Regions from separate parts of the Ovis aries genome. Here region 1 is linked to region 2. Evidence: chromatin contacts called from public Hi-C data. All regions are on one chromosome and are shown on one strand. The core of a region is the stretch at or near the end of the contact, and the rest is flanking DNA. Distances in the headings are between cores, read along the strand shown. Region 1 overlaps PRKCA (protein kinase C alpha). Region 2 has its middle 14 kb from the start of APOH.

What was found. Hi-C and Micro-C count contacts between places; a contact is called where the count stands out from the background.
Region 1: a contact with region 2 is called in a Hi-C map of hypothalamus, with 3 times the contacts expected there. The contact joins two enhancer-like sites. A contact is called at or near these places in 4 of 16 Hi-C or Micro-C datasets (hypothalamus, muscle, skin fibroblasts and 1 more).

The regions. Positions count from the first base shown.
Region 1 is chr11:62,060,855-62,066,295 of ARS-UI_Ramb_v3.0, forward strand. The region is part of intron 5 of PRKCA (protein kinase C alpha); the gene reads left to right. Among named protein-coding and RNA genes, the nearest start is that of CACNG5, 86 kb to the right of the region's middle. Within about 2 kb of position 3,182, at least 2 of the 54 cell types and tissues checked have an H3K27ac peak or open chromatin away from gene starts, as enhancers often do. A contact at or near this core is called in hypothalamus, where this site is marked.
Region 2 is chr11:61,819,219-61,824,255 of ARS-UI_Ramb_v3.0, forward strand. No RefSeq gene overlaps it. Among named protein-coding and RNA genes, the nearest start is that of APOH, 14 kb to the left of the region's middle. Within about 2 kb of position 2,748, at least 3 of the 54 cell types and tissues checked have an H3K27ac peak or open chromatin away from gene starts, as enhancers often do. A contact at or near this core is called in hypothalamus, where this site is marked.

The sequences.
Region 1 (5,441 bases), core at 1,932-4,431, 240 kb after region 2:
GCTTGAAAATGGTGTCGTTTTAATCACTTCCACTGAAACGTTCTTTTAACTCTTTGATGGGCAGAGATGTTACGAGGATCAGGATGGGAGAGGAATGTCCCTTCTGGTTCTGCACCAGAAGGTTGGGAAACTTCAATACCCTGTGCTGAGGAGTCATTTGGCTCCCCTCTGGAAATGTCCCCAAATGTGGAGACTTCTCCTCTCTTGATTCAGTGAATCTTCATGAGTGGGTGGTGGGAGTGCTCCACCAAGAAGCTCGAAGAGGCAGATCCTATCTTTGGCCCAATATTAGCCTATTCTGAAGAGCCCACGTTTCCCCACGTGTTCCGACGGACTCTGCAGGCAGCGGTGTGCGTGTGCTCCAGGCATCGGCATCGAAATGGGGCTGAGAAGCCTGAGTGTGTGCAGCTCAACTTCCAGGCACCTTCCTCCGCTGGGAAAGAACGCAGATTGCCTGAGAAGGCTGTGATTTGGCTCCTGGGGTTGTCCTAAAACATCCCTGTAGAATAGCGCGGGGCAGGGCCACCTGCGGGAAGCTCGCTCCCAGAGCGCCCAGGGACCCGCCTTCCCAAGAAGAACAGCGCCTGTGGCTGCCACCCACCCTCCGGGGCAATTAGCGCAGGGTTTATGGTTAATTAAAGACAGTCAGGGTCCCTTTTAAAATCAAAGCAGGCATTCTTTCCCCAGAATAATGAAGCGAGAGCAGATGCAAGGCAAACTTCCTATAGAAGTTTCCGAGGTGGGTTGCTGAAAGTGGGGAAAGTCATGGAGAGGAAGTGTGGCTTCACCAGCTTAGACCCGCTGGGCCGGGATGTCATGGAAGGAAACGCAGGCTTTGCTGAACAGCCGGGGTGGGGTGGGGGGTCGGGGGTCTCTTGTTCTGGAAAACTCGCTCACTGGCAGCTCTTCCCCTTGGGGAAGTCTCTCTGCAGCTGGGTGTCCATGGGCTGGGACTAGGGCTGCAGGACACGGGCATCGTTTTGGCTGTCCCCTCGCATCTCACGGGCAGCCTGGGCGACCACACACAGGGGAGCCCAGAAGCCCAGAGGGAGCGTGTGCCAGTGGGTTCCCGTCAGCCTGTGCAGCCTCACGACCTCCTACTCACACGCCACCTCCCTGCCCGACCCCAGACGCCCCCTCAGCCCCCACCCCGAGAGACGGGGACCCTTGGTGATGCTCGGAACCTCAAGCTCCTGAAGGATTCCAGTTTGTTTTTGAAAAAGAAAAATTCCTCGGCATACATCAAATGAGTAACACTCCATTAAGGAAGGATACAGGAACTTATGTTTCCAGGATCATAAAGGTAATCTGATGCAAAGAGCTGACTCACTGGTAAAGACCCCGATGCTGGGAAAGATTGAGGGCTGGAGGTGAAGGGGACGACACAGAGTGGGATGGTTGGATGGCGTCACTGACTCAACGGACATGAGTTCGAGCAAGCTCAAGGAAATGGTGAAGGACTGGGAAGCCTGGGGTGCTGCAGTCCACGGGGTCGCAAAGCACTGGCCCGACTTAGCGGCTGAACGACAGTGAGAACAGCCCCAGCCGAGTCTGAGCAGCAGATGCCTTCAAGGGGTGTCTTGGTTGCAGTGGCGGACGTTCCCACTAACAGAAGTGCTTGGGTCGAAGAGGAGAGGAGGGTCCCCCCACCACCCCCGCGGCCCGGGCAGAGGCTCCGAGGAGCAGAGTTTGAAAGGCACGGACGTGGTCCAGCCCTTTTCTGTTATGTTTATGAAAACCAAGGCTTAGAGAGGGAGTGGGACTATTCGGTGGGGTTTGGGGTTGTGACGGACAAAACTCAATTCCAACCCACTCTTAGAAAAAAGAGATTTCCCCCGAGAAACTGGGTCTCTTGCGTAGCTCGTAGGCGGGGGCGCCCTGGGACCCCGGGGACGCCGGAGGCAGAGGCGGGCCCTGCTCGCCCGCCCTTCCCCAGCTGCTTCTGTCTTTCATGGCAAGCTAGGCTGCTTCCGCTCTGCGGGAACCGTGGCCCCGTGTCTGCCTCTGACAGCTCCGTCTCTCCTGCGGCGTCGAGCGTGAATCCGCGGGGCCCAGGGAAGGCTGTGTTGGCTCGTGGTAGGTTAAGTGCCCCCTCTGTGCCCTGGACCCTGGCTGCCGGGCGGGGCTTATCGGAGGGCAGTTGATGTGTGTGGGAAAGGGGGTGATGCTGAGCAAACAGAGTGACAGGTAGCACCACGCTTCACCAGCCAGGGTCGTGCAGAAGGGTGGTCGGGGGTGGGATGGGGGTGAGAACAGGGTCTTGGGCTTTGAGGCCTTTTCCTTTGATCTTGTTGCCTGTGTGTGAAATCACTGAAGAGCAGAGACGATGTCTAGGCTTCAATATGAAACCTGTTCATGACTCACAAGTCCCTTTGGAACAAATGAACGTATTCCCAGCCTGGCTGGTCTCCAGGGACAGTCAAGGATAAAGAAAATGTTTGGACTCAGCCATGTTTGTCCAACCCTGCCACCTGGCACTTTGATCACCCCTTTTATTCAGCAGCCATGGAGCAGCGTGGAGAAGGCGGTGGCACCCACTCCAGTCCTCTTGGCTGGAGAACCCCAGGGACGGGGGAGCTTGGTGGGCTGCAGTCCATGGGGTCTCGAAGAGTCGGACACAACTGAGCGACTTCACTTTCACTTTTCTCTTTCATGCATTGGAGAAGGAAATGGCAGCCCACTCCAGTGTTCTTGCCTGGAGAATCCCAGGGACCGGGGAGCCTGGTGAGCTGCCGTCTATGGGGTCGCACAGAGTCGGACACGACTGGAGCGACTGAGCAGCAGCAGCAGCACAGAGCAGCGCTCCGGGCCGTGTGTCCGTGGTCCTGATGGAGAGGAGACCCTGTGACGCTGGTACCCTCTGAGTCGGCCCCCTTAGGATAGGAGACCCTGTGATGCTGGTACCCGCTGAGTCGGCCCCCTTAGGATGCAGGACGAGTCTCCCAGGAAGCACGGAGACTTGTGCTTGGGGCTGAGACCCGGACGAAGCCCCCTCGCCCGCACTGTGGGCTGCTTGGCAGCACGGTCTGCAGGCCGAGTGGGTCTCCAGGTCCTGGCGGCTCTGCCCCTCTCACTCCCGCAGCTTTGCTTTCATGGAGAGTTCCAGCTGCGAGAGCAAACAGCTGGAGACATGCTAACAATGGCTCCGTGTCTTAGCTTCTCTCCGAGAAACACCAAGCTACCTGGCTTCCCTCCAGCCGGGGAAAGAAAAACGAGGCACATTTTCCCTGCGAGTCAACCCATCAGGCTCCCCCCACGGTCAGGAAAAGGACGTGTCCCCTGCTTGGTGCGTAAACCGTGGCGACTTCCCTCGGGCAGCAGTTGCCCTCGCCTGGCCCTCCCCGAGCCCTTAGGCCTCAGATGCCCACCTCCTAGAGCCCCGTGGGGGCAGACCCTTCCCGCCTGCGTCTCTGGACTGAGGGCGCTGGCTCTCTGGCCTCCCACCCGCTTAACCTCCGCGTGCCTCACTGCTGTGCGGAGGTGGTGGTGGTGGAGGCGCCACGGCTCAGTGGTGTGTAAAGAGCTTGGCTATTTTGCCGGATTAAAAGTTTTCCATCCAAGATCCTTGGCCCCTAGTCTTGCCTTTTTTTCGGAATTAATTTAGCCTCAAGTAGGCTCGATGCATGTGGTCGCCTTGGGAAGTTCCAAAGTGTTGACAGATGGGCTAAGTTAGAGAATGATCCCAAAGGTAGTGAGAGCATCCGGGGTTGTTTTTTTAACTGTGGTGGAGGCGACCAGAGGCTCTGCCGGGTGAAAAGCTCGTAGCCCTGACCTGGGGAGTCTAGCTAATGTTTATCTTCGGCTTTGTATTCTCAGATTAAAGATCGTGGTGGTAGCACAGATGGAAGGGCCTCGGGGAGACGGCTCGTTGCTAAGGCCTTTGTCTCCTAAGGCTCTTGTGTTCCAGAGGCAAATACTGGTCCGAGCTCCCCAGTAGCACCTGAGGGACACGTCCCTGAGAGCATCATTTTGAGACCATTTCTGGGAACCAGGAGTGTGTGGGAGCATCATCAATCCCTCCGGTGATGGGATCACCCTGTGGACAGCAAGGCCCTCTCCTTCTGGCAGGACCATCGCTGGCCAAGCAGGTGTCACGGGTGATGCTCAGCATCGAATTCCTGATGGGGGAGCCCTGCAAAGGCCTCCTGAACATGGGGCTCCCCCGGATGAACCAGCAAGAGCAAATCCTGCTCAGAGCCTTGGGTAAAGGTGACGGAGAGGAGGCTGGTTTCACTGGGCCTGGTCTCTCGCGGGTTCGGCTGCTTCAGGGTGAAGAGAGAGACAGGAGCAATAAATGCCCCCATCTCTGCCGCACTGGTGTCGGTGCTTATGGTTCTATTAGCAGCTGCCTGGGAGCCAGGCCCGACTTAATTTAATTTAATCTCCTTGGTTATTTTCAGCTCAGCTCAGTCTATTTTCAGCCCAGATGGAGGGGAAGTCATCAGATGGAGGGGGTGGCTGGGGAAGGGGCAGGGGGCTGCCTTCCATGCCCCACAGCCCAGTGGCTCAGGCTTGACCCCTCCTTTCGAGGAGGCGGGTCCCTGATCAGGTTCTGGTCCTCATCGAGTTCCTCTCTGAGCCATCACCTTGTTGTTCTGAGTAACCGTGAACACTGAGAATAAGGGACGGAAATTTACCCGGTGACCAGGGAAAGGGCAGCTGAAGAGGAATCGCCCTCAGTGCCCCCGAACACCCAAGGCTGTGTCACAACGTACTGGAAGTCTCCAGCAGTTTACGTGCAGGCTGGGGCTCCTCTGGCAGCCCAGTGGTTACCACTCTGGGCTCCCAATGCAGAGGGCACGGGTTCAATCCCTGGTCAGGGAACTAGATGCCACATGGCAAAAAAAAAAAAAATACAGGCTTGTTGCAAGGATTAGCAGAGTCGAATATGACAGGAGAAAAGGCCTCTGATCAACAGAGCAGAAGCCACGTGACTGGAGAAAGATGGCTCATTTCAGAATGTGGTTCGGAGAGTTGTCTAAACATTTGGAAGAAAAAAATTAGGAAAGCTCACACTGTACACCAAAATAAATTTCCGATGGATTTAAAAGTTAAATATATTAAAAAAAAGAAAAAGACAGGATAATTGAAGAAAACTTAAGTGAAATTTGGCTTATCTCAGGAAAGCCAAGGATTTTCTGAATGTGAAAGAAACGGAGGGAGTCAAAAAGGAAATGCCTGGCAGACGCAGCGTGAAGCCTGGAGCTCTGTGTTGCTGGGAGCTTGGGGAGTGAGAGCGAAAGGGAGTTTGCAGCACACGGGACAGAGGGCCTTCGTCACTCCTTCCCGTCTGAAGCGCTCCTGTGACCTGGTAGGAAAATGCTTTACCACCCTATAGGGAGCTTGGACAAGGACGAAATCAAAGGAAAAGAAGCACTAACATAGCAGGGGCAAGATAGTCAAGCCTCAAAAATGATCAAGGAAGCCACAGTTCCAAGGTT
Region 2 (5,037 bases), core at 1,498-3,997:
GGGGTCGCAAAGAGTCAGATACGACGGAGTGACTGACAGACACACACACGCACGCACGTGTCTGGTTCCGCAGCCTACAGCTCCTTCTATTATCTTCTAGAAACTTCTGATAGCAGTATTGGTGGGCCAAGTGCTCATCTATCCTGAAGCTACTCTTCACACAATTCTAGTAAGCTGGACGGTATGGTTTCTCAGATCTAAGGTAAGAAATGAGAGAGATGCTGCTAGGGGCTGACTACCGAAAGCAACAGATGGACCAAGTCTGGAGGAAACAGTGCAAACTATTCAAAAGGAACTGCAGTTCAGTTCAGTAGCTCAGTTGTGTCCAACTCTTTGTGACTCCATGAATCGCAGCACGCCAGGCCTCCCTGTCCATCACCAACTCCCAGAGTTCACTCAGACTCACATCCATCAAGTCAGTGATGCCATCCAGCCATCTCATCCTCTGTTGTCCTCTTCTCCTCCTGCCCCCAATCCCTCCCAGCATCAGTCTTTTCCAATGAGTCAACTTTGGCCATAAGGTGGCCAAAGTACTGGAGTTTCAGCTTCAGCATCATTCCTTCCAACGAACACCCAGGACTGATCTCCTTTAGAATGGACTGGTTGGATCTCCTTGCAGTCCAAGGGACTCTCAAGAGTCTTCTCCAACACCACAGCTCAAAAGCATCAATTCTTCAGCGCTCAGCCTTCTTCACAGTCCAACTCTCACATCCGTACATGACTACTGGAAAAACCATAGCCTTGACTAGATGGATCTTAGTCGGCAAAGTAACGTCTCTGCTTTTGAATATGCTATCTAGGTTGGTCATAACTTTCCTTTCAAGGAGTAAGCATCTTTTAATTTCATGACTTCAATCACCATCTGCAGTGATTTTGGAGCCCCCCAAAATAAAGTCTGACACTGTTTCCACTATTTCCCCATCTATTTCCCATGAAGTGATGGGACTAGATGCCGTGATCTTCGTTTTCTGAATGTTGAGCTTTAAGCCAACTTTTTCACTCTCTTCTTTCACTTTCATCAAGAGGCTTTTAGTTCCTCTTCACTTTCTGCCATAAGGGTGGTGTCATCTGCATATCTGAGGTGACTGATATTTCTCCCGGCAATCTTGATTCCAGCTTGTGCTTCATCCAGCCCAGCGTTTCTCATGATGTACTCTGCATAGAAGTTAAATAAGCAGGGTGACAATATACAGCCTTGATGTACTCCTTTTCCTATTTGGAACCAGTCTGTTGTTCCATGTCCAGTTCTAACTGTTGCTTCCTGACCTGCATACAGATTTCTCAAGAGGCAGGTCAGGTGGTCTGTATTCCCATCTCTTTCAGAATTTTCCACAGTTTATTGTGATCCACACAGTCAAAGGCTTTGGCATAGTCCATAAAGCAGAAATAGATGTTTTTCTGGAACTCTCTTGCTTTTCGATGATCCAGCGGATGTTGGCAATTTGATCTCTGGTTCCTCTGCCTTTTCTAAAACTTAGAAAACATTTTTTCATTGTATTACTTTATGATCAGAGAGAGCTACGCAAGCTAGCTACACAGATGGGGAGTTGAGACCTCCCCGGTGGTCCAGTGGTTAGCACTTGGTGCTTTCTCGGCCGAGGTCTTACTTCCATCCCTGGTCTGGGGACTAAGACCTCACAGGTCACATGGCGTGAGCAAATTGTTTTAAATGTGTGAATGAAATGTTTGCCCCTTGTTTTATGTCTCTGGCTATGTTCCAGTGTCTCCTAGCTTATAGTCTATGAAAACTTGACTAGAATTTGTATCCTACGGTTGTGTAAATATTGTATAAATCTTATGTTGAATTGGTTCATGCTACTTTTCAGGTCTACTATATCCATCTACTTTTCTGAATGTTCATTCTGTTAATTTTTGAGAGTTTGATATTGAAACTCCAACTAAAAACTCACAATTTATCTACTTAAAAATAGTCGCAATGCATAGTGGGACTCTACGTAGCTGTGCTGTGCTTTCCAAGTCTCCTGTAAATGTGTTATCATGCTTTCATAATTCAAACAATAAAAAAGAGAGAAAAAATGGGTGAAAATGTGGACGGTCTGGGGCTCTTGCGTGTAAGGGTCAACACTCCCAAATGGTTTGAACGCGTCGTGTCATAATGGTGGGTTGCATGCAGTGAGCGATGAAGGGCACTTCTGAGAACTCTGCATAAGAAACAGTTCCAGGGAGAAAGGCTTTCGCTCTCGAGGCACCAAAAGGGGCCAGGTATGGGTCAGTCATGCAATTTTTAAAAATTTTTCTATAAATTTCTGCTTATTTTTAAGATTACGGTAGAATGCGCACACATAACCCGTGCGTCGTCTTGACCACTTTTAAGTGCGTAGCCCAGCAGACTTAGGTGCACCCACGTTGCGCTGAACTCGTCACCTCCTGAAATTCTTCCACATGGAGTCTTGCGTTTCTCACAGCCACCGTCGCCACAAACCAAGCTGACCTTGGACTCCCGCGCCCGCCTCTCCTGTTGCCCTGTTTTTATTGCTAAAGGAGCCCTTGCTGCACCCAGCCCTAGACGTCCCCGGACAGACCAAGAGGAGCCTTGAATCTGATACGCAGAGGAGGCCCAACACGCAGATGTAAGTCTCTGAAACGACAGGTGAGAATCCTGAAGGAGCTGACCCATCCCTTCATCCTCTGTCTCTCTCTCTCTCTCTCACACACACACACACACCCAAGAGACTGCTCTAGAAGAGACTGCTCTAGAAGAGACTGCAAACACCCTCTCAGTCGCCGAGGCAACTGCGGATCAGTCCCTGAGCAGACTTGCTTGTTGCCGTGGCAACAGTCCTAGCCTGGGCTTGTTTGTTTTGCTCACTGAATTAGTTACAGAAAGACGGTGAGCTAGGCGATCAGCTATCGGAGTCTGGAATTCCAGAGAAATAGGACCAAGGTGTGCAGGTGAGGGTCCTCTCCCCAGGAGCGTCCTGCTCGCGCCGAGTAGGCCAGCCAACGGGAAGCCAGCGCTGCTAACAAGACCAGGATAATTCACAGCTCGGCCGGGGAGTCAGTGAAGTCTCACTGGGGGAAAGGGAAGAATGCTTCCTCCTGATGGCCCATCAGTCTGGGCTCCTTACTGGCTCCCCTGTAGTCAGACCGAGGCGGCGGGACAGCGATCCAGGAGCGCCTGATCTGAAGCCGGGCAGCGCGCGGCGGGGGGCGCAGCAGGCGCGGTGGCTCCGGCGCGAGTGGCGCCGGCCTGCGACGCGCTCTCGCTCAGCTCCCTGGGACAAGCCTCCCGAAGGCGCGGCTGACAGAGCCGCAGTTCAAGCGGCTCGCCTGGCGGTGGGCTCCCCGGGAAACAAGGCTGATCTGGGGAGGGGCGGGGTGCGGTGGGGAGGGCTGGGATGCGGCGGGAAGGGGTGGACACGGAGGGGCGCTCGCTCCACCAGCAACTCCTGTTCAAACTGCTCTTTTAAAAGAATTATTAGTTCTCTATCTGTGGCTGCGCTGGGCCTTCGGTGCTGCGCCCGGGCTCTCTCGGGTTGCGGTGCTCAGGCGTCTCGCTGTGGAGCGCAGGCTCAGCGCGTGCGGTGCGCCGGCTTCGTTGCTCCTCCCGGACCGGGTATCGTCGTGGCCCACGCCCCCTGCACCACAGTCGCAGCCCCACCTGCGTATTAATCCTGGCGCTCAGTCCCCCTGCGCGCCAGGCATGGTGCTCGGTGCGCTCCACACCTCGCGTAATCCTCGCAATTCTAGGACACTGTATGTCCCCCTTTCTCAGATGCAGAAACTGAGGCTCTCGGATGTTAAGCACCTTGCGGCTGCTCTGACATAGAGCTGGGATTCAGACACAGGCACTCTGACTCCAGAACCTGTCTCTGAGCCCCTCGCCCTTGCTTTCAGGACAGAACACCAGTCTTCAGAGGCATTCCAGCTCTGTGGGCGCCTGGACACTGGAACCAGACTCTTCCCAGAGGCACCTGACTGGCTCTCTTCTGTGGTTAGGAAGTGGGCAGCTTGAGCATCTCTGGCCCGAGCCTGGCTGAGCTCCAGAATGGCCTGGGAAGATGGTTGGACAGACAGGTGCCTGGCCCTTTGGCCGAGCTGCCCAACATCCGCTCAGGACCTGGATGAACTTTTATGTTCCTCCGCGAGACTGCAAGGCACTGCAGGTGGGTGCGTCGCTGGGCTGGGGACTCATGGTTGCCTTAGACGCCCAAGTATTTTAGGTTTTGGCCTGAGGGCAAGGGACACAGTCCTGAGATTGCAGAAGGCCCCCAGGAAGCCAGGAAGAGAGGGCCACCGCCCAGCTGGTAGCGATGTTGAGGGAAGCGTCAAGGAAGGGACTGAAGCAGCCAGGAGATGACACCAAAGAGCAAGCGGAGGAAAGGGTCCAGGGCTGGAAACCCACATCGGGCTTAGATGGAGCTCTGTCTGGTCAAGAACACGCAGCCCAGCTCGCCGCCAGAGCCAGCTTGCAGAGCTTGCTTCTGTGATGAGGAAACTCCCGCGTTGACTCCGCTGTGCGACGACTGGCTGCCGTGAGGCCTGCAGAGTCAAGGGTGGGAATGTGATGTGCTGACTGTGGATTCTGCACCAAGGGTCCCACCGCTGTGCACCTCAAAATCGAGTTCCAGCCGCTTTGGGCCCCTGCCTAGTGACTGGCAGAAACATCAGCCCCGAGATATCCTGGAGGATCCGTTCTTCCCCTTCTTCATCACGAAACCCCCCAGCACCTGTGGCTTTAGAAGCCTGGGGGTGGAGACTGGGGCCGAGGCCTTTGTCCAGGACGGCCCCCCTCTTCCAAGCCGCTCTTTGGGCTCCAAGATGCTGCAGATAAACCCTGGTCCCTGCTAAGATATGGTCCCTGATCCTCAGGCACGGATCACTGCTCTGGAGGGGGGAGCCCTCAAAATATCCCCCGTAAAGGCCCCTTCACTGGTGGGAAAGTGCTGCAGGCCAGGGGCCCCCAGGTGCATAGTATAAGGGAACAGCACCCCTCTGGCCATGTCTGCCTCTCACAGGCCCTCCCAGCTGTTCCAGCCTGGTGATTTCTACAGCGTGCCCTGCAATGGGGCTTCC